3 separate regions of the Mus musculus genome follow, and all the other regions are linked to region 1. A link is a contact called in public Hi-C data. All regions are on one chromosome and are shown on one strand. The core of a region is the stretch at or near the end of the contact, and the rest is flanking DNA. Distances in the headings are between cores, read along the strand shown.

Region 1 (5,139 bases), core at 1,975-4,474:
TGTCTTGGTCGTCCATCTTTAAGCAGTGAGTTTTAATTATTAACATCACAGACTGTATTCTCTTCTGCGAAATGAAATAAACATGAAATAAAATGTAATTAAATTTTCATCTTTAATAATATTTCAATCTATAAAGCTGTGCGTTTTAATTGGGAGCATGTAATATTCTGAAAAATATCAATGTGGCAAAATATTTAAATCAGCTTACACATGTCTAGCTCTTGATCATTTTCTTACAGTGAAACTTTCACGGCATTTTATTTTAGATGTTCTCTGTGCACAGAACATGAGTGGGCTCCATCCCCACAGAACTTCTTGCCCCCATCCACCTAACTGGGACTCACTGCCCACTAACTGTGAAGCATATACACCCTGCAGTGTCTTCACCTGATCTGACTGTACCTTGCTGCCCACTAACCACTATACATACATATTATGAAGGGTTTTCACATATTTTTGATAAGATTCTTCTATATTTAAAATCTTTAACTTTCTGGTTTTATTACTCATTATGCATAAACTATAAAACAATTCAGAAGCTGCAATTTTAAAATCTTAAAAATGTTTTACATACCTCATTGCTCAAAGCCGTATATATATGTACATCACACACACACACACACACACACACACACACACACACACACGCACAAACGCATGCACACACACTAGTATAGTTAGTAATGTGAAAGTGCAGCTTATAAAATCATCAGTAAAGAGATGATCCTTTTGAAATTCATAGTGGCAAAACCACAAAGCCAATGCATGGACGTCGTTCTTTTTAAGTTGCAAGGCTGAGCCAAAACTCATTGGAGGCCTCTTGTAAACACTATGTCACATGCATGCATGGAGCCTTGCTCAGAACCATTTCAAAGCCTAACCCTTGTCTTAAGATGAGGACTGTGGTATGGAAACAACTCACATTAAAATTTCTTAAAACATTGTAAGTGAAAGTTTAGCCAGTTAATGAAGATTCCACGGGTTTTATTTATACATTAGTGCATACAGGTGTGTGTGTGTGTGTGTGTGTGTGTGTGTGTGTAACAGTAATGTTCGAAGGAAAAGAGGCTATATCCATTTGAGGGTCTGTTGAGGGAAACATGGGATAGCAGGAAGGAGGCTAGCTGAGAGGGGCTTGAGGGTCAAAATGGAGGGAGAAGTGATGTAACTGTATTTCAGTTAAAAACATGTTTAAAAGAGGAGATGTGAAACAGCCATGTGGAAATGATACTCTACTGAGCATACTTTAATATTAGTTTGAGATCCAACGAATCGTTCTTTTTTATATAGGTAAGTGCACCAAAGTAGCATTATTCAAAACATGGATGGTCAGTAAAACTGAAATCTGATTTTAGTAACAAATCGATTGCATTATTGGCACATTTCCTCCCCTCGCCCCAACAGTAATGCTAACTATTCCTATTACCATTGCTTCTTCATTTAGTGGCATTTTGTGATTTCTGACCTTTAGTTTGTGGAACTCTCAGAAGCTATATTTAGTACACATATTTACCTTTGATATGATGGTTAACTCCATGTGGAAATTTCCTAGCTTTTATTTATTACTTGATGGGTATCATGAACTATTAAAGGTACTTCTCTTATTTTTGTAACACCCCTATGGTTATCCAAGATAAGTGGAGCTGACGCTTAGAAAAGTTTAGCAGTCCGCCCAAGTCATGAAGGCAGTAATTAGCAGAACTTGGATTGAAGCCCAGACTTTCTGACTGCAGAGCCCAGGCTTCCACCTCTCCCATAACATGACCTTCCTAAATTGGGCTTTCCTGACCTGAGACTATCACAACACTCACTCCTGAAATTACTGACATGTGGTAGAAAATGTGACCTTTTTCATAAAACTGCAAGTGTGTCTCAGATAAGTCAATTAACTTGCAAGATCTGTCATTGCTTAAGTTGTATCACAAGGTTTGCCCAAAGTTTGTTCAAGGCGTTCATGTTCTTGCTATTCCAGCTTTGGCTATCAGAAAAGATGAATTGTTCCTTACTCCCAGCTTCCCAGTTCGTCACCTAAAAGCCACATGTGGCTGCTGAACACAAAAGAGATGGCTAAGGCTACTTGGGAAATGCTTCTTAAATTTCGCTTAATTACAATTAAGTAGGATTAAAACTGTATATCTATGTACTGGCTGCCACACTACCCAGGGTGGTCTTCATGATCTCTTTCCTCTCGCCCCTTAAGCAACATGCAAAGAGCACTTTATGAAACAATTTAGTAATGAACTCAATTGTTAAATAAACTCAGCTTTAAGCAAATTAAATTATCTCTCATTAGTTGATCCTTTAATTCAATATAAAGTGGTATTTCTAAGTAATAATATCCTGTCATTTCTGATGAAGAACTTTAAACGTTATTGTTTTAAGGTATTTTCCTAGTTGCTTCATTTCTTGAATTTCCTTTTAAATTGATTTTAAAATGTAAACACTTTAAATCATATGCCACAATATTTTCATCTCTGACCTTCTCTTCCTCGATGTTTCTACATCCTAAAAATGTGAAGTCAGGTTTCAATGTCAAAAATGTGTGGGAATGCATTGAGTATTTTCACTGAGCATGTGTTAGGGACAGATTCATAAATCCTAACTGAGGACTTGAGTTAAAGATGAAGTGAAGTCAAAAGAGGCTGAGATTAACATCATACTTCCTGGTCTGGACAAACAGTCTAAGACATGGACCTCTCAGTAATACGGTAAGAATAACCCAAGGTCTTGCAAAATGAAGTTCCGCCACAGGTTAAAGGTCTTCAGCCAAGGTCTTTTATAAACCAGTGCCCCAATATAAGCACTGGCAGCTTAATAAGGTGGAGACCATGAAATAATCTTTTCTGACCTTCCTATACTCCCTAAGCCAAACTTTAGTACTCGTGGCTACTTCCAGATTTCATCTAAGTCTGACGCTCCTCTTGGGAGCGCGGAAGGACGGCATTTGGATTTCTGAGAATGGGCAAATGACTCTACTGCTCTTTCTCTTTTGTTTCTGGGGTTGACCGAAGTCATCTTGAGACTCCCTTCTTCTCTTCCTGGCTTATTCAACCTCCAGAGTCTGGAGTTCCCCCAGGAAGACCTGGTGAGGGAGAGCTGTGTGTCCCTGCTACCATAGTCTCACACCAGATGAAGAGTTTCTGTTATGCAGATGTCTCTAGTTCTTACAGATGTGGTTCAGGGCCACATTTACGAAGTTATTAGACTCTGCTTGCTGGGAGTAGCTTGCTGCCAACCACAACAAGGCCTTCTTTTGTGTTCTCTGATCTGACAGACTGCCTGGAAACAGCCTCATCCTCACAGCTTTCAGTATTTAATCAACATTTTCAAGCGGTAGTGCCTTCCAGATTTCTGATGTAGGATCTATAACATTTTTCTTTCAAAAGTGCACTCATGGTGGCTCTGGGAAATACAAGGTTGATTGTCGTATATTTTTGGAATAAAACATTTAAAAACAGATACAATATATACACAGTTTAAAAAATAGAGTTTGGGGTTGGAGAGATGTCGGTGCATTTAAGAACTCTTGTTGCTCTTCCAGAGGACCTGAGTTCAGTTCCTAGCATCTACATACTAGTTACCTCTAAGTTCAGCTCCAGGATACCTGGCAATCTCTTTGGATCTCCATTGATACATTTGCTCACATGTACAGACCCATAGACATACACACAAATACCTCAATTGAAAAAAATTATTTTAAATATGTGGAATTGTAAAGCACTAATGTGGGTCTTTTCTCTGTTGTTTATTATGCTATGAGGATCTGGAGATATAATACATTTCAGCAATTTAAATGTTGTAAGTTCTACAAAACACAGAGCCTAAGATGTGTGGCACAACAGAGCATTATGGTAAAATTCAAAACTACTACTAAACTCAATATAATCTAGCCAACATTGACAGCAACCTATTTCACTATCGAGTTAAGTTTTCATTATCAATCACTTTAACTTTCAAGAAACTTAAGAAAATTAACAATAAGAATTATTTGTCTCAATAAGCATTCTACTGAAAGACAATGTCACAGTATAACTGACAAAAATCTGAAAGATCTTGAGAATAGACTATTGTTACCTAGGAAGTTTTTGATGTATGCTTTTGTCTTAACTATATAAGTAAACTTTAAGGTCTGGGATGTTTCTCATTCGGTGAGTGCTTACCTACCATGTGTACAGTACATATATGTATACATGCACGCGCGCACACATGCACACACACACATGATGTACACACACAACTTAAAAACATTATATGCATAACATTAGAAATAAGTTTAATTTAATGAAAATAAATAAATTGAAAATGTAGAAAACAGTAAATTTTAGTAAGAAATTATCAAACTTCAGTACTTTCTTAGGAAGTATAATACAACATTGACTTCTGGTTTTTGGGTCTTTTAAAAAATACTTTCTCACATAACCCAGGCTGCCCTGAGAGAGTCTCTATGTAGCTGATGCCCTCAAGCTTCGGATATTCCTGCTTTCCCCTCTCCTATCCTGGGATCACAAACCTGTAGAACCATACCACACCTACTTATACAGTGCTTGAGACTGAACCCAGAGTTCCTGGACTGCTAAGCAAGTGCTTTTGATAACTGGGTTGCAGTCCCAACCAAAGTCTAACTTTTACTTGAGGTTGATAATGTATTCAGTTCACGGCCAGCTAATGGTGGGTAGTGAGATCTAGGAGGTAGATTTAAGGAAGCAGTGTTTCCTAGCCAAAGAGGTTAAGAAAAATACTAAAATGCTACTGCTGTTTTCATTTCCTTCTAAATTCTGCCTGGAGCACAGATCCAATAGCTAGGATTATGACATCAATATTATACCTATAATGACAAAATACTATATTATTATGAGGAAGATATGAGCCTTGGAATGTCTAAAACCAGGAAGGTACTGCATCTGTCTGGACTGTTATGCTGGTGGCCACATGTTCTAATGACAAACCTGAGCAATCCATCTGATGAAGTCACTGTGGGTTCTGCTCTCTGCTAAACGTAAACCTAGCTGATATAATAATTTTCTAAATTTCAAAAACTTTTAAATAGTGTTTAATTGCTTGACTCAATATCAGTTATACAATAAACGATGAAAATGGAGAGCAATAGAAAAACTGAAATGCATAGAAATAGAAGGTGGA
Region 2 (5,139 bases), core at 1,016-3,515, 180 kb before region 1:
GGAGGCACAACTCTTGGTTTCCAAGAATTTCTTTCTCTACCTCTGTGAGACACCTGGGAAGCGTTTTCAACTCCAAAGATGGAAACTCTACTCATAAAATACTTTAAGTCGACTGAGCTGGCCTCAAGTGGAAGCAGCACACTGAGTAAAGATGGCGTGGATGACTGATGGCCTTGCAGTCTCCTATCTGTCAGTCATCAGGAGGCCCCAGGCAGCTCAGCCACTAACAGTGTCTGAACAGAGCTGAGCAACTTGGAGCCAAGCACAGCTCCAGGAATACTATGCAAGAAGAATGCAGGCCAGAAAATAAGTTCAGAAAATAAAGCTAATAGATTGACATGTCAGTAAGATGCAAATTATATAAATGTTACTGTAACTGTATTAAGTTTCATGCATGCAAAGCCATGATTTTGCTTAGAGACAAACATATTTCAAAACATGTAAGCCATTATCAATAATTCTTATAAAAGTCAATGTGACTGGCACTTTGAAGACCAATAATGCTCCTATTATAATGAGGGGAAAAAGAAAAAGAAAACACAGCAAAATAAAACAACAAAACCCAGTGATCTTTGTATTCTTAGCTCATGCAAGAGAAGGTATTTGCTCAAAAAAGAAGTTAACAGAAGTAACGTTAAGGCTTCCCCCCCATTGTATTATGATTTCAGTAGAAGTATATTACATATCAAGAAGGAAAATGAATATAAATTATTCTAGCCTTCACATTATGAAGAAAAATTCTTAAGCAGGTTGACCTAGTACCTTAATATTAGTTTCTAAGCACTAATATTTCTTCATGATATATATGCTTGGACCTTTTGAAATTCATTAAAATATCTTAGGGGAAATGCATGAATTAATCATCATTATATGTAACGTATAGCTCCTTTTTATTAGATTGTAATTTGGCCTTTTGTGGGGGTGGGGAAGAAGGCAACAAAATCTTTTATGTGGAAGCAATGAAGGAAATATATAGGAACTACAGGCTAGGCAAGGAACAGGATTTTTAACCAATCACATACTATTGAACCGCATAGAAACAACCCCCACGTTTGACAGCATGACGATGCTTATGCCGATGCAGGATGATACAGAGATGCTCATCTTCTTACCGAACAGGAGCTTTGACATTATGGCAATGAGATGGTTGTGAATTCAGGGACACAGGATGGGATGAAGGAATCTTGTATTCATCGTCATCATCTTCTACCGTGTCTCTAGTTTTCTCTGAGAGACAATTTGCTAATGGACCAGTACACCTACCAAGAGGGAAAAGAAAATCCAATCTGGTTTAAGCATCATAAATACCAGAGCAGGAAGGTCTGATGTGACATAGAACAATGAAGAAACTGCTTTGTCACTGGAAGTTTTCAACTGTAAACTGTTCTTACATCCAATAGAAATGGAAGGCCTTGAAATGTTAAGATAAGATATTCATACCTGTGGTTTTTAAGGGTGAACTAAGAAAAAAATGAAAATTACGAAAATGAAAGGGTTTTATAAATAAAGCTTTAACATAAGATGTGTACAATTATTCAAGTCCAAGCTATTAAAATGTTAATTGCTCCCTCCCATGTACTGGAAATCAGCAAAAGTGATAAGGATACACTGAAATCAACTGGAAACAAGAGGTTCTTTAAAGGTTCAAACTGGTCTATGGCTAATACCCATAGTTTTAAAAAAGCCATACATGAGAGAAATTTAACTATCTTGTCAACTTATAACTGTAGTGCTAGAGTTCCTCCCACTGCAACAATTAAGAACGAAACGTGTCCACAATTAGAAGCCGATCATGACAGAAATAAATCTTTGAGATGGATTGTTTTTGTAACTCATGATACCTAAGTGTAATACCTAACTGCAACGAATAAAACACTTAGCGGGATACCGTGGTGGATTTGAGCATTTTACTTGATCATTTGGGAAAATATATAAAATAAAATTGAAAAGTACTCTACTTCCTGTGTGGGTTTTAATTTAACCTTTGCTACTGCCCAAGACAACAGTCCAAAAAAAAAAATGTTAAAATGCAACTTGGCCAACAGGTAGAAAGACAGCTAGTTTGCAAGACACTAGAAAAACTCGGATCCAAGCCACTTTAATTATTATAAACTTCACGGAAAATGTTCCCCCCCCCCCAAAAAAAAAAAAAAAACACAAAACAGTGTAATGTTCCAGCACATTCGGCAGAGGGAGCAGGAGCCCTCTGGTACGTGAGGCAGTCGATGCCTATGTGGCTTTTTGTCTTTTTTCTTTTTCCATTTTCATTTCTTCTCACCACAAAGTTTCATTTTCATTTTGTATTCTTCTCTCCGAGAGCTGAGTGTCCCTGTCTGAACTTCTTGGGACTAAAACATTTTTTCAGATTATTTTTTCCCCTCAAATTTTGGAACAGTTGCAGACTTTACCAGTCGTATCCCTCATGTAATCCTCAAAAAAGCTTTGGATTTTGGAGAACTTTCTATAATGATTTCACTTTTGGGTCAGTGTGGCTGAACACCCGTTATAATAGAAAAAAATGTCAGAGGTGTTTTGTATGTGTGTGTGTGTGTGTGTGTGTGTGTGTGTGTGTGTGTGTGTGTGTGTGCATGTATGTGTGTGCTCATATTTAAAGTTTCAACTGTATTCAGAGATCACGGAAAACCTTCCCTTGGGAGTTTTCAAAAGCTTATACTTTTAGTTTGTCTTTGAAGAAGTTTTCAGTATTGATTTTTAAAGCTCTGTTTGTTAAGAGATACTTCAGGATCCAAATGTCAGTTAATGGTAACCTGAAGCTTTGTTGTAGTAGCAGAGGGGTCTCTACACAGCCCAGAACACAGGCTATGAAATTCATAAACAAACAATAGTGTTATAGTCACTCTAGTTGAATCCTAGAAGACACACCTTGCAACTAAAGGTGACAAAAGTAAAGATGTTTCAAAATGATGACTTGATGGTGTTTTAATATGGTTAGGATAGAAATAACTGTATTTTCTTGCAAACACTAAATTCTTGGAGACAGACATCAATCTCACCAACCTCTGCAAAGACCAGGACGTCTCTATAGGCAGAGGAAGTGGGCCCTGCATGTTCCCATCCTCATCCTGCTCTGCTTCCAGTCTCAGTGAACACCATCTCTATACATACCACTTAAGTAAATACTTCAGAGACAAAAGGGACCTTTGACTTAATATTCAATAACTACATCAAGAGGTGGAAGTTCAAATCTGTCTTACAGGTTACTTCAATAATTTAATGATTTCCAAGAAGCACTTCACTCTGAAGGAAGAATACTTGTTTTTAATTTGCATAACATATAGTATGTATTGGGATGTGTGTGCTCATGCCAAGGTATGGATGGAGGTCAAGGACAACTTGTGGCAATCAGTTCTTACTCTCTCCTATCTTGCCGTTCCCAGGGATTCAACTCAGGTGATCAGACCTTGTAGCAAGAAACCATCTTGTCAGTGCAAGAAATAAACAATTAAAAAAAAAAACAAACAAACCACACCTGTTGTGGTTAGCTCTGGATGCTACCCTTCATTGACAGAAGATCTTGCCTGGCTAAATACCACTCACTCTTTTGTTAGTCAGAGAGCATCTGATGTAAATATGAAAGGCAATAATTATCTATCATTTTATCAAAAACTAAGGGTTCAGTTTTAGAAGCTACTAGTTAGACATTTTATTAGGTTGAATGGATCTTGGTGAGTTATAACTAGAAGTTAAGAAAGCTATGTGCCATTTGTATTGAAATATAAAAAATACATCCTGGTATTTTTTTTAAAGATTTATTTATTGATTATATTTAAGTACACTGCAGCCATCTTCAGACACTCCAGAAGAGGGAGTCAGATCTCGTTACGGATGGTTGTGAGCCACCATGTGGTTGCTGGGATTTGAACTCTGGACCTTTGGAAGAGCAGTCGGGTGCTCTTACCCACTGAGCCATCTCACCAGCCCATCCTGGTATTTTCTACTTATCATTTTAATAAAGTCTTGTAAGAAAGTTCACTATTTTCTCTTAGGTTAATGTTTTAATATTTATTAAAATTTTATCATAAAGAACTTGTAAATAAAAAAGTCAGAGAGATCAAGCTGACCCAAAGTCTATGCATTGTATCCAAACTTTTGTATAGCCTATGAGTCAACAGGTGTCAGCATAACTAGACACAGAGTCACTGTCTGTGTGTATGTTATCTAGATGGTGGACTTAGGGACATGGAGACTCAGTCAGTCACTGGTATATCTTAAGGGAAAGATATTATTTTCATTGTGTTCCTCCAGGGTCCCGGAGGAACAAAGTAGGACAGCTATCTGGCTGGCTCCAAAGGAAAGATACCAAGCCATTTGCATCCATTTACACACATTTACACTGTTATATGACTCCACATTCCTGCTACCTCTTCCATTCTGCTGCTGTTCCTGAGTCATAGCACAGGAGGTACATTTTTCCAGGTTGCAAAACCATTATCCCCTTAACTTGAAACTCATCTGAGCCTTCCTATCCTCATGGTGACTCACTGGCTTGAGTGTGCAGGCACATTCGCCATGTTGAGAAAGAGGTCTATTTCCATCACGGTGATACTTTCTGAGGCCACCTTTCAAAGCTGAAGGTTCACAAACATATTCCTCCCAAGAACTGCCTACTCCCAGAATAACCACAGGGCAGACTGACTGCACATGCCATTACCATTTACTTTGATAATGGACCTCAAATATCACCCTCTTCAAGTGGTTTTCATTCCTAATTGGAGCAACCCTTGACACACCAACTTTTCTCCGAAAACAAAAAGCAGACCCCTTCATATTTCAGTGTCTATAAAAATCCCCATGAAACTGGCAACAAATTCAGTAATTTTCTTTGACCTTTTCGGTTATATGTATTTAGCATATGTCCTTCTATTGATGTGTTTCCTATACTGTTATTTTACTGTTTTTGTCTACAATTGCAACATGTTTAAGGGAAGACCTTGAGGCCATCAAGGATTACCCTACTTTGCACGTAACTGAGCACTTACAAGCTTTTAAATAAAAATAATGAGGGGGTATTAGCAAGGAAAATCACCATGCCGATAAAAAAGGAGAGAGAGCAACAATTTTCAGAACCTTTCATGGACAGAAAAGCATTTTAAATAATATGCCATTTTACTTGCTTCC
Region 3 (5,139 bases), core at 1,774-4,273, 140 kb before region 1:
TATAGATCTACATTATATCGAGTCATTCAAAAAAGGGAGCTCTTCATGTGTAAGCTGAAAAGGAACTCACGTTCTCTGTAACAAGAATGTGTGACAAATGAATGGAAAGTAGAATTCTGGGCCCTATGTGGACATCTCATTCCTAATACACTTTAAACACTGTTGTATCAAATTAACCTCAGAGCCATCACTGCTGCCTAAGCCATCTAAGCGAGTTGCTGTTAGTCACAGCGCTTCACTAATAATTCAGAAAGCAAATAAATTACATGTGTAACGCTTATCTTAAGATATAGAGCATAATGAATACATGTATTCAATGCCCACCTTGAATAATGATCAGTTCATGCCTAGTCTGTTTCCTCTATGCCTTCATGTCTTTCACCTGTCTATTATTTTGAAGTACACTGTATAAATTCATATACACATATTTTAGTATGGATACCTAGCCACAAGTCACTTAACAATCTAAGTGCAACTACTGCAACTAGAAATACTTTATTCAAATTCAATCATAAAGCTGTACATTTGTTAGTACAGCGACTAGAAGCTGTAATACTCTTTATCATGCTCTCACTTCCAGAACTATCATCCTGCAGCATTGGTCAAGGATTGTTTGAATTTACGCTACCACTTTCCTCCTAAGATTGAATGACTTTTCCGTGGAGAGAGGAGGAAGAAGGTGATAGGCAACAGCACCCAGATAACACAAGAAAGCCCGGGCATGGCTGTTATAAACCAGGACTTAAGGTCTTTCTCCAACCTGTTTACATGGCTGTTGTTGTGATCCCTTTTCTTAGATCTAACATATGTACATCTCGTGGATGTTAAATGTCAACAGCTACACTGACTACCCATTTGATTGACAAGTGGCTCACACTGACTGCAGTGTATCCTCTGGTATGACTTCACCCATCACTCTTTGGCTTTCATTTAACTACTGTCGTATGCAAATGAGGCATAGCCATAAATTTTCAAATGAGACTTTGGTTCCTCTGCCCTAGTTTCTGTCATATGGTTGATTGAATACAGATGAAGAATGTCTAGAATAGACACATAACTCATCAGGATGGGGCGTCGATAATTAAAATAATGTTCCTGTCAACATATACTTAAGTCAAGATCGAAGAACATATGTTACCGGAGAAGAAAGAACAATAAATAATTTTGTACTTAGTCCTGAAGATGTTCACAACTTGTGAATGTTAGGAGGAAGTATTTAAGATTCCTTCTATTCTAATTGACTCAGTGGCTTTCACTTCCCCAATGTAGAAATACTTCAAAATTTAAGGTGAGAGAAGTTACCAGTGAAAACTAGTTACCTAAATATTACCTACATAATATATCCATCATATAGTAATTTAGATTTATATACCATCCATTAACACCTTAAATTAATATACATAAACATAACTTTAGGCCACAACAATCCAATGATAGAAAATACAGAAAAAATAATGAAGAAAACAAATCTGCTTTACTATAAACAGTCTTTAAGCACGCAAATGAACACTGCAAGTTGAAACTATTACCAGAATCACCACATTGCTTGCTTGCTTGCTTGCTCTCTCTCTCTCTCTCTCTCTCTCTCGCACACACACAGACACACACACAGACACACACACCATGACACATTGTCTCTTAAACGTCTTAAGATAAGCGTTACACATGTAATTTATTTGCTTTCTGAATTATTAGTGAAGCGCTGTGACTAACAGCAACTCGCTTAGATGGCTTAGGCAGCAGTGATGGCTCTGAGGTTAAGAACATTTATTGCTCTTGCAGAAAACCAGGGTTCAGTTCTTAGCACCCACATGGTGGTTCACATTACCTGTAACTCTAGTTCTATGGGACCCAATGCCATTCTCTGGTTTCCACAGATACAGCTGTGACACACAGACAACACACAGGCACAACATTCATACACATCAAATAAAAATAAGTCTTCAAAAAGAACAGCCCACAGTAGAGTGTTGGTGTCAACTAATACTGTTCCCAAATTGTCCATTTCAGTTCTCAAATACACTGTGGTGCTGTGAGAATCCGTCTACTGAGTTAGTTAGCAGACTTAGGCTAACTTAGACTTGTTCTCCGGGAGTTTATTTTTGCTGCAGTGGGTGAGGTGGTTCCACAGGTACAGGCCCTTTCCTTCAAGCCCGCAGACTGGAACAGACAGTTGGATGCAGATAAGTGGCACCTGTCTGCAATCCCACCACTCCTGTGGACAAAATGGGAGGTGGAGACAGGAGACTGGCCAGGAATCTGAGGCCTGCTAGACTGGGCACAAATAAGAGGGTCGGTGCCTCAGCAAGGTGTAGGGAGAGGCCAGCCTCTTCAAAGGCTTCTCTGATTTACACCTCACCGTCAACCCGCCCTCCTCTCAGGCCTGGGTACTCCTCACGCCTGCTCCATTGCACTAGCTCACCAAGACTCCCAACTCCTTCAGTCCCCCTCTGAGAAAGAGACGCTCCAGTCTGTTCTATCACACTAACCCAGAAAAGAGACAGTAGAAGGCAAAGAGAGAAATGTACGTTTGAAACGGTCTTAAAAGCAAATATTGTTTTAGTTTTCGTTAAAAAGTTTCTAGAAGGTTAGACATGCGAATGTTGCTTTTAAAATAAGCCAGAATCATATCTGTTTCTCACTGAGACATACGCAGTGAGCTAGATTTTTGCCTCTCCACAGTGCTCTATTTGATCGTACGGCATTAACGCCACACTCATATTTGAATGCACTCACTGTTTTCTTACAACACTTTGGACACAGAAAAGTCTTTCCTGCAAACGTGTCTGAAGAAAAGTCTAGGGGAAAAGCCACAGAAGTTAAGTTTCCATTTCATAAAACTAGGGTTGTTGGCAGAATTCAAAGTATAGCTGCGTGGCATTGACAGTGATGGCCTTTTTTATGTGAGACATTCAAAGTTTGCTGCCTGCGTCATCTGGAAGCGCAGACGTGGTTTAGCAGAACTGCTTGTTTGCCTCTGTTTTGTCAAGAGAGACGCAGCTCCTTACCTTACCCTGTGTGCAGTGCCGCTGCTGGGTTACTGCAGTGCTTTACAGACTGTGTACACAGGAAGAAGATGCTCTCGGGACTCTGCATGGAGATGTTTTCTCTGCCTCTTAGTGACAGGTGAAAGTGAGAGGGGTGCCCGCGAGCTTTACTGATCAAGAGTGAAACAGAGAAGCCGCACCCAGAGAAACTCAGCTTCAAATGCTCCACAAAGCATATTATTTAACTTACTTGGTATTCTGGGCAAACTCTTCCGTGGTTATTCAATTTATTAAATAACACAGATGTTTCAGAAAATGAAAAAAAAAATCTGACACCTCTTTGGAGGCATGACTAATAGGCCATTATGACAGCAATTAAGGAGCACCCACTGACAGACTGTAACAGCAACCACTACTGTGCCTTTGTTAGGTTTGCTGTTAATTACATCAAATTTAAGTCCCCAATGAATTGGAGTTAAACTAAAACAGGGCATCAAATGAAAGACAATTTTAGTGAAGAACAACTTGCTAAAAATGCACTTTCTTGAACACATTATAATTTGTAGTCCAGGTTCAGTGTTCCCTGTTGGATGCTGACAGATACATCCTAACTCCTTGGGAGGCATGCATTTCCCTAAAAGCATTTTCATATCAGCACACCTAACCAAAGAACTGTAAAGGTAGAGGAAACGGTTTCATGTCCCTAATTAAAGCTGCAGGAGAAGCAGATACTCGTTTCAGGTAATTACTGGTAGTAATCCCATCTATAAAACTTCTAGCAGTGAGTTTAAAGTAGAAACTACGTCTGAACTTCCTTTCTGCTCAGAGATTGCTATAGAGACACGAGCTGCTCAAGAGATCCTCCTTAAAATAAAAGTCAAAGCAACAGGCTTGACTTCTCGGGAAGCAAATGTTGACGTGCCCAGGTTTGTTCCTATCAAAGGGTGTTGTTCAACGATAGATTTGTGCTGTGCATGATTGACCTTAAAAGCTTAACTTTTTATAAGGCTGTAACAGTGGAAAATCCCGTGAAGTAAAACTAACAGCTTTAAAGAAAAAAGGAAAAAAAAAAAAAAAGACCCTGTACTGTATCATTTTGGAACACGGGCAAAGTAAAAACACAGAGACATCTGTTACAACCTGCCTTTCTTTCAGCCCAGAGCTCCGAAACTCAGAAATCTTCCAGTAAATCTGTAAGTTTAGATTCAAGGTTTGACAATATATTACAGAAGGAAAGAAATGTTCTATAGATGTGCTCTGCTCAGGCACACACCATCAGTTAAATCCAGTGAGCCTCAAACTGACACTCCCAACAGGGGCTTGTTACTGAACGTTTTTTCACTATGTTTTAATTGAATTAAATTTGTAACACTTGCTCTTAATAAAGGAAACTTTTTTAATAACATGTCTAAAAGATCACACAATATTGCTGCTCATGCACTAACTGGAAGGCTTTGAACACTGATAACCTAGTCAGCAGGGCATATTGAGTGATACCTGTATGTGGATGTAGGAATGCCCCTTACCCCGTAGTAGACACCTTTACTGATTATCGAGTTTTCACTAGTGATACCCCACTGAGATGCAGTGATTCCAGACTGCCACTTTAGGAATTTCAAGCCATGTCCAAATGACAAGTTACTTAAAAATGAGGAAAATGTGCATCAGACGTCACTGCAAATATTCCTTGAGAGAACACAGTAAGTAGAAGCCAGGTCTTGTGGCCATCTGTGCCAGAGGTTAAGCGAGCAGCAGAGGTAAATAACAGGGTACAATGTCTACAGCACAGAACACATGTACCTGTGGCTACAAGTTTTCAGGCACATTGTCAGGGAGAGAGGACGCCAAGGTCTCTGAAAGGTAATGCCTTCTCATGAAGAACTAACAGTCTAAAACAAGCACTCCATGAGGTTTTCCATCGATGATTACAGCACTGTCCAGTTAGAAGAATCTCATGCCCCCCCCCCACCCCCTCCACTTTCCTTCATAGCATCTGACCTGAAAATCAGCATTGGGTAACCGCCTACATGCACGGACATGAATATGCAAAGCGATCCCTGTATCAGAAATCCATACTCTAGACTGCAAATGGGTATACATAGACATGTTTACAATGTAACCAGGAAGAAGCTTATGGAATTGTACAGACTGA

What was found. A called contact is a pair of places that touch in the nucleus more often than the background predicts.
Region 2: a Hi-C map of CD4 T cells shows a contact between it and region 1, with 2.3 times the contacts expected there. The contact joins two enhancer-like sites. A contact is called at or near these places in 4 of 484 Hi-C or Micro-C datasets (B cells, CD4 T cells, group 2 innate lymphoid cells and 1 more).
Region 3: a contact with region 1 is called in a Hi-C map of CD4 T cells, with 1.5 times the contacts expected there. The contact joins two enhancer-like sites. A contact is called at or near these places in 3 of 484 Hi-C or Micro-C datasets (CD4 T cells and liver) and 2 of 9 other capture datasets (adipose tissue and liver).

The regions. Positions count from the first base shown.
Region 1 is chr16:52,005,271-52,010,409 of GRCm38.p6, reverse strand. No RefSeq gene overlaps it. Among named protein-coding and RNA genes, the nearest start is that of Gm29686, 21 kb to the right of the region's middle. Within about 2 kb of position 3,224, at least 31 of the 459 cell types and tissues checked have an H3K27ac peak or open chromatin away from gene starts, as enhancers often do.
Region 2 is chr16:52,179,332-52,184,470 of GRCm38.p6, reverse strand. Cblb (Casitas B-lineage lymphoma b) reads right to left here. Exons shown (of 18, transcript NM_001033238.1): 14 at 1,113-1,259. Among named protein-coding and RNA genes, the nearest start is that of Gm23513, 77 kb to the right of the region's middle. Within about 2 kb of position 2,265, at least 65 of the 459 cell types and tissues checked have an H3K27ac peak or open chromatin away from gene starts, as enhancers often do.
Region 3 is chr16:52,145,410-52,150,548 of GRCm38.p6, reverse strand. The region is part of intron 9 of Cblb (Casitas B-lineage lymphoma b); the gene reads right to left. Among named protein-coding and RNA genes, the nearest start is that of Gm23513, 43 kb to the right of the region's middle. Within about 2 kb of position 3,023, at least 46 of the 459 cell types and tissues checked have an H3K27ac peak or open chromatin away from gene starts, as enhancers often do.